Linked DNA regions of Mus musculus: all the other regions are linked to region 1. Evidence: chromatin contacts called from public promoter capture Hi-C data. All regions are on one chromosome and are shown on one strand. Each heading gives the region's core, a stretch centred on a gene start, on an enhancer-like site or on the middle of the called end of the contact. The rest is flanking DNA. Distances are from core to core; before and after follow the strand shown. Region 1 has its middle 22 kb from the start of Gm4793. Region 2 overlaps Ipo9 (importin 9). Region 3 overlaps Nav1 (neuron navigator 1).

The links. Capture Hi-C pulls out chosen DNA fragments and counts their contacts.
Region 2: a promoter capture Hi-C map of adipose tissue shows a contact between it and region 1. The contact joins two enhancer-like sites. A contact is called at or near these places in 1 of 484 Hi-C or Micro-C datasets (nephron progenitors), 1 of 115 datasets of contacts at active chromatin or transcription factors (embryonic stem cells) and 2 of 9 other capture datasets (adipose tissue and embryonic stem cells).
Region 3: a contact with region 1 is called in a promoter capture Hi-C map of adipose tissue. The contact joins two enhancer-like sites. A contact is called at or near these places in 2 of 115 datasets of contacts at active chromatin or transcription factors (embryonic stem cells and pancreatic cancer cells) and 3 of 9 other capture datasets (adipose tissue, liver and pancreatic islet).

Annotation. Positions count from the first base shown.
Region 1 is chr1:135,618,486-135,621,399 of GRCm38.p6, reverse strand. It overlaps a transcript of Nav1 not described here. Among named protein-coding and RNA genes, the nearest start is that of Gm4793, 22 kb to the right of the region's middle. Within about 2 kb of position 1,364, at least 72 of the 459 cell types and tissues checked have an H3K27ac peak or open chromatin away from gene starts, as enhancers often do. A contact at or near this core is called in adipose tissue, where this site is marked.
Region 2 is chr1:135,421,505-135,424,418 of GRCm38.p6, reverse strand. The region is part of intron 1 of Ipo9 (importin 9); the gene reads left to right. Among named protein-coding and RNA genes, the nearest start is that of Ipo9, 7.5 kb to the left of the region's middle. Within about 2 kb of position 1,473, at least 8 of the 459 cell types and tissues checked have an H3K27ac peak or open chromatin away from gene starts, as enhancers often do. A contact at or near this core is called in adipose tissue, where this site is marked.
Region 3 is chr1:135,465,569-135,468,482 of GRCm38.p6, reverse strand. It overlaps Nav1 (neuron navigator 1), which reads left to right. Exons shown (of 30, transcript NM_173437.2): 9 at 694-842; 10 at 2,474-2,644. Among named protein-coding and RNA genes, the nearest start is that of Mir1231, 12 kb to the right of the region's middle. Within about 2 kb of position 1,377, at least 94 of the 459 cell types and tissues checked have an H3K27ac peak or open chromatin away from gene starts, as enhancers often do. A contact at or near this core is called in adipose tissue, where this site is marked.

The sequences.
Region 1 (2,914 bases), core at 115-2,614:
CCTGTACCTAAGCTGTCACTTAAGAAACAAAACCTCCTATAGGGTTGCAGACCCCTTCAGCTCCTTGGGTGCTTTCTTTAGCTCCTCCATTGAGGGCCCTGTGTTCCATCCAATAGATGCTGTGAGCATCCACTTCTGTATTTCCCAGGCACTGGCATAGCCTCACACGAGACAGCTATATCAGCTATATCAGGGTCCTTTCAGCAAAATCTTGCTGGCATGTGCAATAGTGTCTGCATTTGGTAACTGATTATGGGATGGGTCCCTGGGTGGGGTAGTCTCTAGATGGTCCATCCTTTCATCTTAGCTCCAAACTTTGTAACTCCTTCCCTGGGTATTTTGTTCCCTAGTCTAAGGAGGAATGAAGTATCCACACACTGGTCTTCCTTCTTCTTGATTTTCTTGTATTTTGCAAATTGTATCAGGTATTCTAAGTTTCTGGGCTAGGTGGAACAACAGTATGAACTAACCAGTACCCCTAGAGCTCGTGTCTCTAGCTGCATATGTAGCAGAAGATGGCCTAGTCGGCCATCATTGGGAAGAGAGGCCCCTTGGTCTTGCAAACTTTATATGCCCCAGTACAGGGGAATGCCAGGGCCAAGAAGTGGGAGTGGGTGGGTAAGGGAACAGGGCAGGGGGAGGGTATAGGGAACTTTCAGGATAGCATTTGAAATGTAAATGAAGAAAATATCTAATAAAAAATTGAAAAAAAAAGAAAGAAAGGAATGAAAGAAAGAAAGAAAGAAAGGAAGGAAGGAAGGAAGGAAGGAAGGAAGGAAGAAAGAAAGAAAGAAAGAAAGAAAGAAAGAAAGAAAGAAAGAAAGAAAGAAAGAAAGAAAGAAAGAAAGAAAGAAAACCTCCAGCAGGTTTCTTAAGTCCTGGTCCTTAGGACCCAGACATCTGTGTCCTGTAGCTTCAACCTCCAAAGCTTATGATCTTCATTACAGGAGATGAACACAGTGCTAGCATGTTTGGAGTCGAGGCTGTGAAGCAGGAACATTCTGGATTCCAGGAGAGTGCCTGGGAGGAGCAGGGAGGAGAGGGGGTGGGGAGGTCGGGGATCAGGGGAAGGAGAGTGGCTTTTCTGCCCCACTGTATAGTTAGCTGTAGGAAACTGTGGGCGGGCTTCATGCTTCCCAGGCCCAGCCCAGCCTCCCCAGGAGGCATTTACAGCAGGCCTCCAGCCCCCTGTGATTTGTGGGACAGTTTTAAACCACCGATTTTCATTAGCATTAAATCATTCCTCTTGGCTAATTGAAAAGGAACCAAGGATACTGCTTTGAGCGGAACCCATTGGATGGAGCAATTCAGCAAGACAGGCAGATATGCTGACTGCAGGAGTCTGTAGCCAGGAAGTTCCGAGGCCCCTCCCTCAAGTTTAGACTTCACTTCTGCTTCTGAGGCCAGGACTGAGATAAGCGAGCCCCAGAATGAAGAACTAGACAACGTATTTGATTTTTTTTCTTTTTTCTTTTTCTTTTTAGCTAGGGGGTAGAGGTTAGATACTTGGAAGAACTTCTAGCCCAGGGAAAAGAAATAACTGGTTCTGAGATCAAGGAGAGGAAGGCAGTAACCGTCCCTCTGTGTGGTGCCCTGTCTTTGGCAGCCTGGGTGTAGGTTCCTTCATGGTTAGGGAACAGCCAGGGAACACTGAGAAGTAGGTGGTGGGCAAGCCGAATCTGGGCTTTTCAGCTTTCAGAAGCCTCTGTTGGGAGCAGCAGGGCCTGGCTGGAGGCGATGCGGGGCTCTCGCCTGATGATTTACACAGAGTCACTTTGAGCGCCTGAGATTATCTCAGGAGCTGGGTCTTCCTCTGTAAGCACATGCCACTCTTAGGTCAGAAAAGAAGCCATGCCAGTCTGAAGGATCAGGGACTTTTTAAGAACTGCCAGAGGCCTGGGGCTCAGAGGGGATACGGGAGGGAAATAGTGGATTCCGTTGCCTCTGAACAACCTTAATCCCTGTTGTGAGCCAGGAGCCAGCCAGGCGGGCTCAGGGTACTGAGCCCACGCTGCTCCTTTGCCAAGTCGTAGCCATTTCCTCTGCCTTCTGCCAATCCTCTACCCACTCAATGGGTACACTAGCCGCCTGCCCTGTCTCCTCTCTATGCTGCCTAGGGTGATTCCCCTCTCTGCCAAGGACTTGGCAGCCAGATTGGTGGCGGATGTCACAGACACCTCTTAGATTGTCCTTTGTCTGTTCTCAGAGGCTGTCAGAGGTTGGAGGCTAGACCAGATTAACACTAGTAAATAAATGTCTCTGGTGGCTTCATCCTCAACCCTGAGAGTCTCTTTACAATTTCAGATCTGAGAAAGATTGAGGTTTAACATTGATGGGAGGCTGAGTGATCGCCTCAGGTTCTGCTGCCACTTCACACAGTGACTCAGGACAAGCTCCTTCCTTGCAGGCAGAGCATGCCTGTCTTTGCCTGTACATCCTGCCCCAGGTATCACACATGAATTGTATCAGGTCCATAACTCCGTTCTCCAAGGAAAGCCGGATGCTACTACAGGCCACCGGACTGAATTGGAAACAGACCAAAGGGAAGGACAGCAAGGGGCAGTGTAGTTGGTAAAGTGCTTGTCATGCACACATAATGGCCCAAGTTAGTTCCCAGTGTATTTATTTACTTAAAAGCTGGGGACAATGGTGGCATGTGCTTATAGGTCCATTGCTGGAGAGGTAGGGACAGGAGGATCCGTGAGGCTTCCTGGCCAGTCAGCTGAATTAGCAAGTACCTGATCATAATGAGAGACCCTGTTTCAAAACCAAAAAAAGCAAGGTTAGCAAAGTGGTGGTGGCACATGTCTTTAATCCCAGCATTCAGGAGGTAGATACAGGTCAGTCTCTGAGTTTGAAGCCAGTCTGGTCTACAGAGTGAGTTCCAGAACAGCCAGGGATACACAGAGAAACC
Region 2 (2,914 bases), core at 224-2,723, 200 kb after region 1:
TACTGGAGGCAAAGATTTCTTGAGTTGGAGGCCAGCCTGGTCTACAGAGTGAGAAATAGTGAGATCCCCATCTCAAAAACAAACTAAAACAAGGGTCTTCTTGATGGTAAATAGACCTATGTGTGTTTGTGTGTTTGATAGAGCCCATGCTAAAAGCTGACTCATACATGGCTGGGTTTGCACACCTGTTTCTTCTATTGCAAGAAGAGGGCTTTTTATATTTACCTAGAATCTGAACTAACCAAAATAATCATATGAATCAGATTGAATTTCAGTATCCATAGAGATGACTCTGAAGGTTTTAAGTGTTTGTGATTTAAGCATTTAATTCATGTATTAAAAGGAAAGCCCATTTTATCATGGTTTTATAGACAGCCTCATTCTTCATGAGTGACAGAATAGGAGCGATAGAAAAGGACCAAGAACTTCAGCTTAGAGAGGCTGGAGGCTAACTCAGCAGCAGAATGCTTGCCGAGCACGAAGCCCCAGCTTCCATCCCTCCTGTTGCAAGAAATAAATTAATTTTAAAGTGCCATTTAAAATAAAGGCATTGAGCCAGGTGGTGGTGGAGCACACCTTTAATCTCAGCACATAGGAGTCAGAGGCAGGTGGATCTCTAGAGTTTGAGGCCAGCCTGGTCTATATAAAGTGAGTTCAGGACAGCCAGGGTTTGTTACACAGAGAAAAAAGATGTTGTAATTTGGAGTAAAACAAACACAAACCGAAGAATCTGTTACAGGATAATGTGAGAGAGTCACTGCTTTAGATGATACTGTGGGTTTTCTCTGTGTGTCTTGGGTGTTTTGCCTGCGTGTATGGCTGTACACTGTGTGCATACAGTGCCCTCAGAAGCCAGAAAAGGGCACTGGATCCCTAAGACTAGAGTTAAAGCAGGTTGTGAGCTGCCATGTGGGTGCTGGGAACCAAAGCTGGGTCCTCTGGAAGAGCAAGCAGTAAGTGCTCTTAATGGCTGAGCCATCTCTCCAGTCTGCATTACATGTGAACAAACTGGAAAGACACCGTAATTAGCTCAAATAGGACATCACAGATAAACTTAGACAGGTTGATTCTAAGGGTTGTATGGAAAAGCAGGGAGTGAAGAGTAACTAATAACATTGAAAAGAAAGCCTCCCAGGAGGGACAAGCTCTACAGACATGTAAACATTGCATAAAGTTTCTATAATTACACTGTAGTACAGACACACAACTAGAAAGGCAGTTTAGTTATAGGACAAAAAGTCTAAAAATCCTATACAAGGACCTATGGAAACCGGGTAAAACAAGAGCGTCTGTCCCTGCTCTGCAAGTCTGATATATTTCAAAATCTGGTGCAGTTTGTGTATACCGGCATGAGTTTGCAAGTGGAAGATTGCATCTGGCATTATGTGATAGGTCAGAGTCAAAATGTAAGAACACTGCTGGCTCGATGCTCCATGCTTGTAGTCTTAGCTGGTAAGAAGCTGGCAAGAGAATCTTGAGTTCAAGGCTACCGTGAACTACACAGTTAGATACTGTCCAAAAGAAAAAGAAACAAACGATCTGGGCTTGGTAGCTTGTGATCCCAGCTCTTAAGAGACCAAGGCAGGAGAATTGTTGCCAATTGGAGGCCAGCCTTGGCTACAGTAAGACCCTGTTTCACTAAAGACAGTATGTGAAAAGGAGAGGACATAAAGATAGTCTCTCTGTGTAGCCTGGCTATCCTGGAACTCCCTCTGTAGACCAGGTTTGCCTTGAACTCAGAGACCCACTTGCCTCTGCCTCCATGCTGGGGTTAAAGGTGTGAGCCACCACACACCTGGCTAGATGGGACTTTTTTAGTGGAGCTGGGACAGCTGCATAACCATTTGTACCATACAGAAAAACAATCCTCAGTGACTAAAAGCCTAAATGTAAGAAAGCAAAGCCCTAGAACTACTAGAAGAAACACGATGAGTTCCCTTTAGCCCTACACAATGGTGGGCAATAAAAATAAGTAACAAAATTGTGCCGTCTTTACAGTGTGAGAGACTTGGGCTAACCACATGTGTGTGTTAAATCAATTCCCATAGGATCGTTTGTTATATTGACACCACCATTCTTTCTTTGGATTTAAAGGATAAATAGCTTACCTAAGGACAGGTGTGGTGGCTTCAAGATTTGAACTGAAACGTGCCTAAGTCTAGAGACCCAACTGGGTTGTTTGCTTTGTTTAGAGGGGCAGAGGCATTAGTGTGTGTAGAGGCATTAGTGTGTGTAGAGGCATTAGTGTGTGTAGAGAGGTGGTTTGGGTGACATAGAATTTTAAATTTCCTGCCAGCCATAGGTTTTTAAAAAAGAAATAGGTAGAGATAATTTTAATGCTAAAAGGCTAGAGATAGCACAGTGGTTAAGAGCACCTGCTGCCCTTCCAGAACCCCATCTAAGTTTGTTTCCAGCACTCATGTTGGGAGACACAATTGCCTGTAACTCTAGCTTCAGGAATCTTACGGTCTGATGCCTTCTTCCTTCTCCTACTGGTACTTGTATACATGTGGTGGCATACATTCATTCAGATGAATACACCTAGAGATAAATCTAAGTAGTAGCTTTAATACTGACTGGTCATGGTGGTACACATCTTTAGTCCCAGCACTAAACACTGGAGGCAGAGGTTAGCCTGATTTACTTCATGAGTTCCAGGCCAGCCAGAGCTACATGCTGAGACCTAGTCTAGAAAATTAATTAATAAAAAATGATTTAATTAATTAAAAATTAGCTAATGAGTTAAATACTATACTTATTTAACCTGTCATATGTCAAATATTCCCATGTATAATCAATTTTGGTTTTGTTTTATTTTGTTCAGGCTGTAGAGTTGTACATGCATTTGATCCTGGCGTTCAGGAAGCAGGCTAGGAGCTCTCTATGAGTTTTAGGCTAGCCAGGGCTATGAAGT
Region 3 (2,914 bases), core at 128-2,627, 150 kb after region 1:
CTCTTATAGAGGAAAACATTTAACTGGGGCTGGCTTACAGTTCAGAGGTTTAGTGCATTATCATCAAGGCAGAAAACATATCAACATGCAGGCAGACATAGTGCTGGAGGAGGAGCAGAGAGTTCAGCAGGCCTTAGAAACCAAGTGAGCCACAGTGGGCCTAGCTGGAGCATCTGGGACCTCAAAGACTACCCCTAGTGGCACACTTCCTCCAACTTCACACCCACTCCAATAAGGCCACTCCTAATAGTGCTACTCCCTGTGAGCCTCTGGGGGGCCATTTACATTCAAACCACCACAGTTGTCCAAAGTTACCACAGCCCTATGAACTGCCTCGATGCAGTTCATCCCCTCACAGGGGACTTCTGAGACCACGCACATAGGCAAGGGACAGGGGGTGTGGATCCTCCACTGTCAGATACCACTGACTTGGATACATGGGGACATGTGTCACCTGCCTCCATGTGGCACCATAGAGCCCTGCTCTGTGGAGGAATTTCTAAAACCTCCATCCACCCTGTCCCCTTCAGGAGCTTTCAGGGGACAATCCTGGGTTGCCTCCGACCGATCCTCCTTTTCCTTGTCCCTCTTCCAAAGTCCCCTCCTACCCCTAGCTTAGCCATCCCTCACACAGCCAAACCTCTGATGTCACTTTGTAGCAGCTCAGACTGTGTCTCTTTGCTACTTCTTCAGGTACCAGCTTCAGTCCCAGGAGGAGACCAAGGAGAGGCGGCACTCCCACACTGCCGGTGGGCTTCCAGAATCCGACGACCAGGCAGAGCTGCCATCCCCCCCTGCTCTCTCCATGTCCTTGAGTGCAAAGGGCCAGCTTACCAACATAGGTCAGTATCTGCAGTCATTCACTGTGGCAAGAGATGAGGCGGGGCTCACCCTGCAGAGTGAGTGAGGCAGCAAAACAACTAGGCATTTTGGCTCCTGTTGTAGTGGGGTTGCTTCATGGTGCCTCAGTTTACCAACCCAAACTAAAGATGAAGGCAAAGTGTTCCAAGGTCTTAGACTAAAAGGTTGTCCCTGGACACAGCTATAGGGTCCTGATGGCATCAGAGGGTCTGAATGACAAGCAGGGCAATCCATACACTAAGACCCTGAGCTTAAGAAAGTCCATGACAGTACTGTCCCGGGCAGCTGCTGGGAGGGCAATACCAACCTATGGGTTTGGTGAGCTGAAGACAGACAAGGGTTGATTGTAGAGTGAAGTCTGTCACCAGAAAAGTCCAGCTCTACCAACTGCTCGGGCTGAGCCCAGGCTATCTCAGCCCTAAAGGCAGGCTGACTAAGACACGCCCTAGACACACCACACCCTCTTTAAAGCCTTTGGAGAGAAGGAAGTGGCTCTGTGACTCAGACGGGATGGGAAAACAGGCTACAGGAGGAGGGGCTGGCTCCAGCTCAGGCCCACACCAGCCCTGGTTCTGGGAAGCACTGTGCCATGACTGGTTTAATAGGAATCTCTTTAGACTAGGTCTGGAGTAGACCTGCCATTTGCTTGCTGTATCTCTTAAGTCCATCTCTCCTCTCAACTAAGGGGGGTAGGGAGGGGGGAAGCAGGTTTTGGGTTGGTTTTTGTTTTGTTTTGTTTTTTCCCCAAAGAGGACTTGTAACATCTTTCGATGCAGGGACTGTGGGGAATTTGAAGAAAACTAGGAATGGGGGTCCTTTATGCCTAAGGAAGAGTCATTTGGCTTCTGTGGGCTTATCAGCCTGTTTTCTGTCTCCATTAAAGGCCAAACAAGAATAAAAGCCATTCATGCTGTCGAATGAGGGACTGGGCTAAACAGTAACGATCTTACTAGTTCCTGAGGGCCAAGACAGAGGGGTGACTTCTTCTCCCCAGGTCTTTGTAGGCAGGGAGGGTGAACACCCACATACCTGCATGGAGGCAAGAGGTCCGACAGGGGAACACCACAGGCTCTGACCCCTGAAAGGCATCCATCTAGCAAGGGAAAGTGGGGTTGGCCTCTGTGGTTGACCCATTTCACAGGTGTGGATTCCGTAGCCTCTCTGAAGCCTGGTTTGTTTCCTCACTTGGATCTGAGTCTTGGTCTGAGTTCTCAGTCCACCCCTAAGACAGCTTGTGTTTTTGAGAACCGCACATCCCATTTTCATCAGCACATCCTGGTGATGTGAAGGTTTCGGGAAAGTGGCCAGGCCCCCAGCCTAACCTTCAAAAGCAACCACTCCAAGGCAGTCAAGCATTCAAGGAAGATCCTTAGTACAGACCATGGAGTCCTTCTCCATCAGGGCCCAACCTTCCCAGGAGGGGCCACTCCTAACCTCCAGCTGCTTGCACACCCCCACGGCCCCACCTACTGCTCCTTCCTCTCCTCCCTTCTTCCCGTTTGCCTTTCAATGACTCCTGCTCCGTCCCCACAAGGGACCAGAGAGCTGATGACCCTGCCTCTTTTCCTGCCTCCCCCTCCCACGCCCCTCCCCCTCCCCTCTGTCCTTCCAGTGAGTCCCACTGCGGCCACCACGCCAAGAATCACCCGATCCAACAGCATCCCCACCCACGAGGCGGCCTTCGAGCTGTACAGCGGCTCCCAAATGGGGAGCACCCTGTCCCTGGCCGAGAGACCCAAGGGAATGATTCGGTCAGGATCCTTCCGAGACCCCACGGATGATGGTGAGACTTCGTGCTAGCGCGGTTCACGCTCATTCCAGCTCTGCTGGGTCCCCTCACCCACCGCCACCTCCACTGCCACCACTGCCACCACCACACACATACATAGATTTCACAGGACATCAACTTGGGCCATTTCAGTTCTGTCTTCCCATAACTTTGAAGGGTCTGGGGGCCCAGAAACCTTGGGTGGCACCACCTAGCACTGGGGTCTGGGGTCGGAGCATCTACCAGTGGGGCCCAGGGAAGGGAAATCGAGATTTGGAAGGGTTG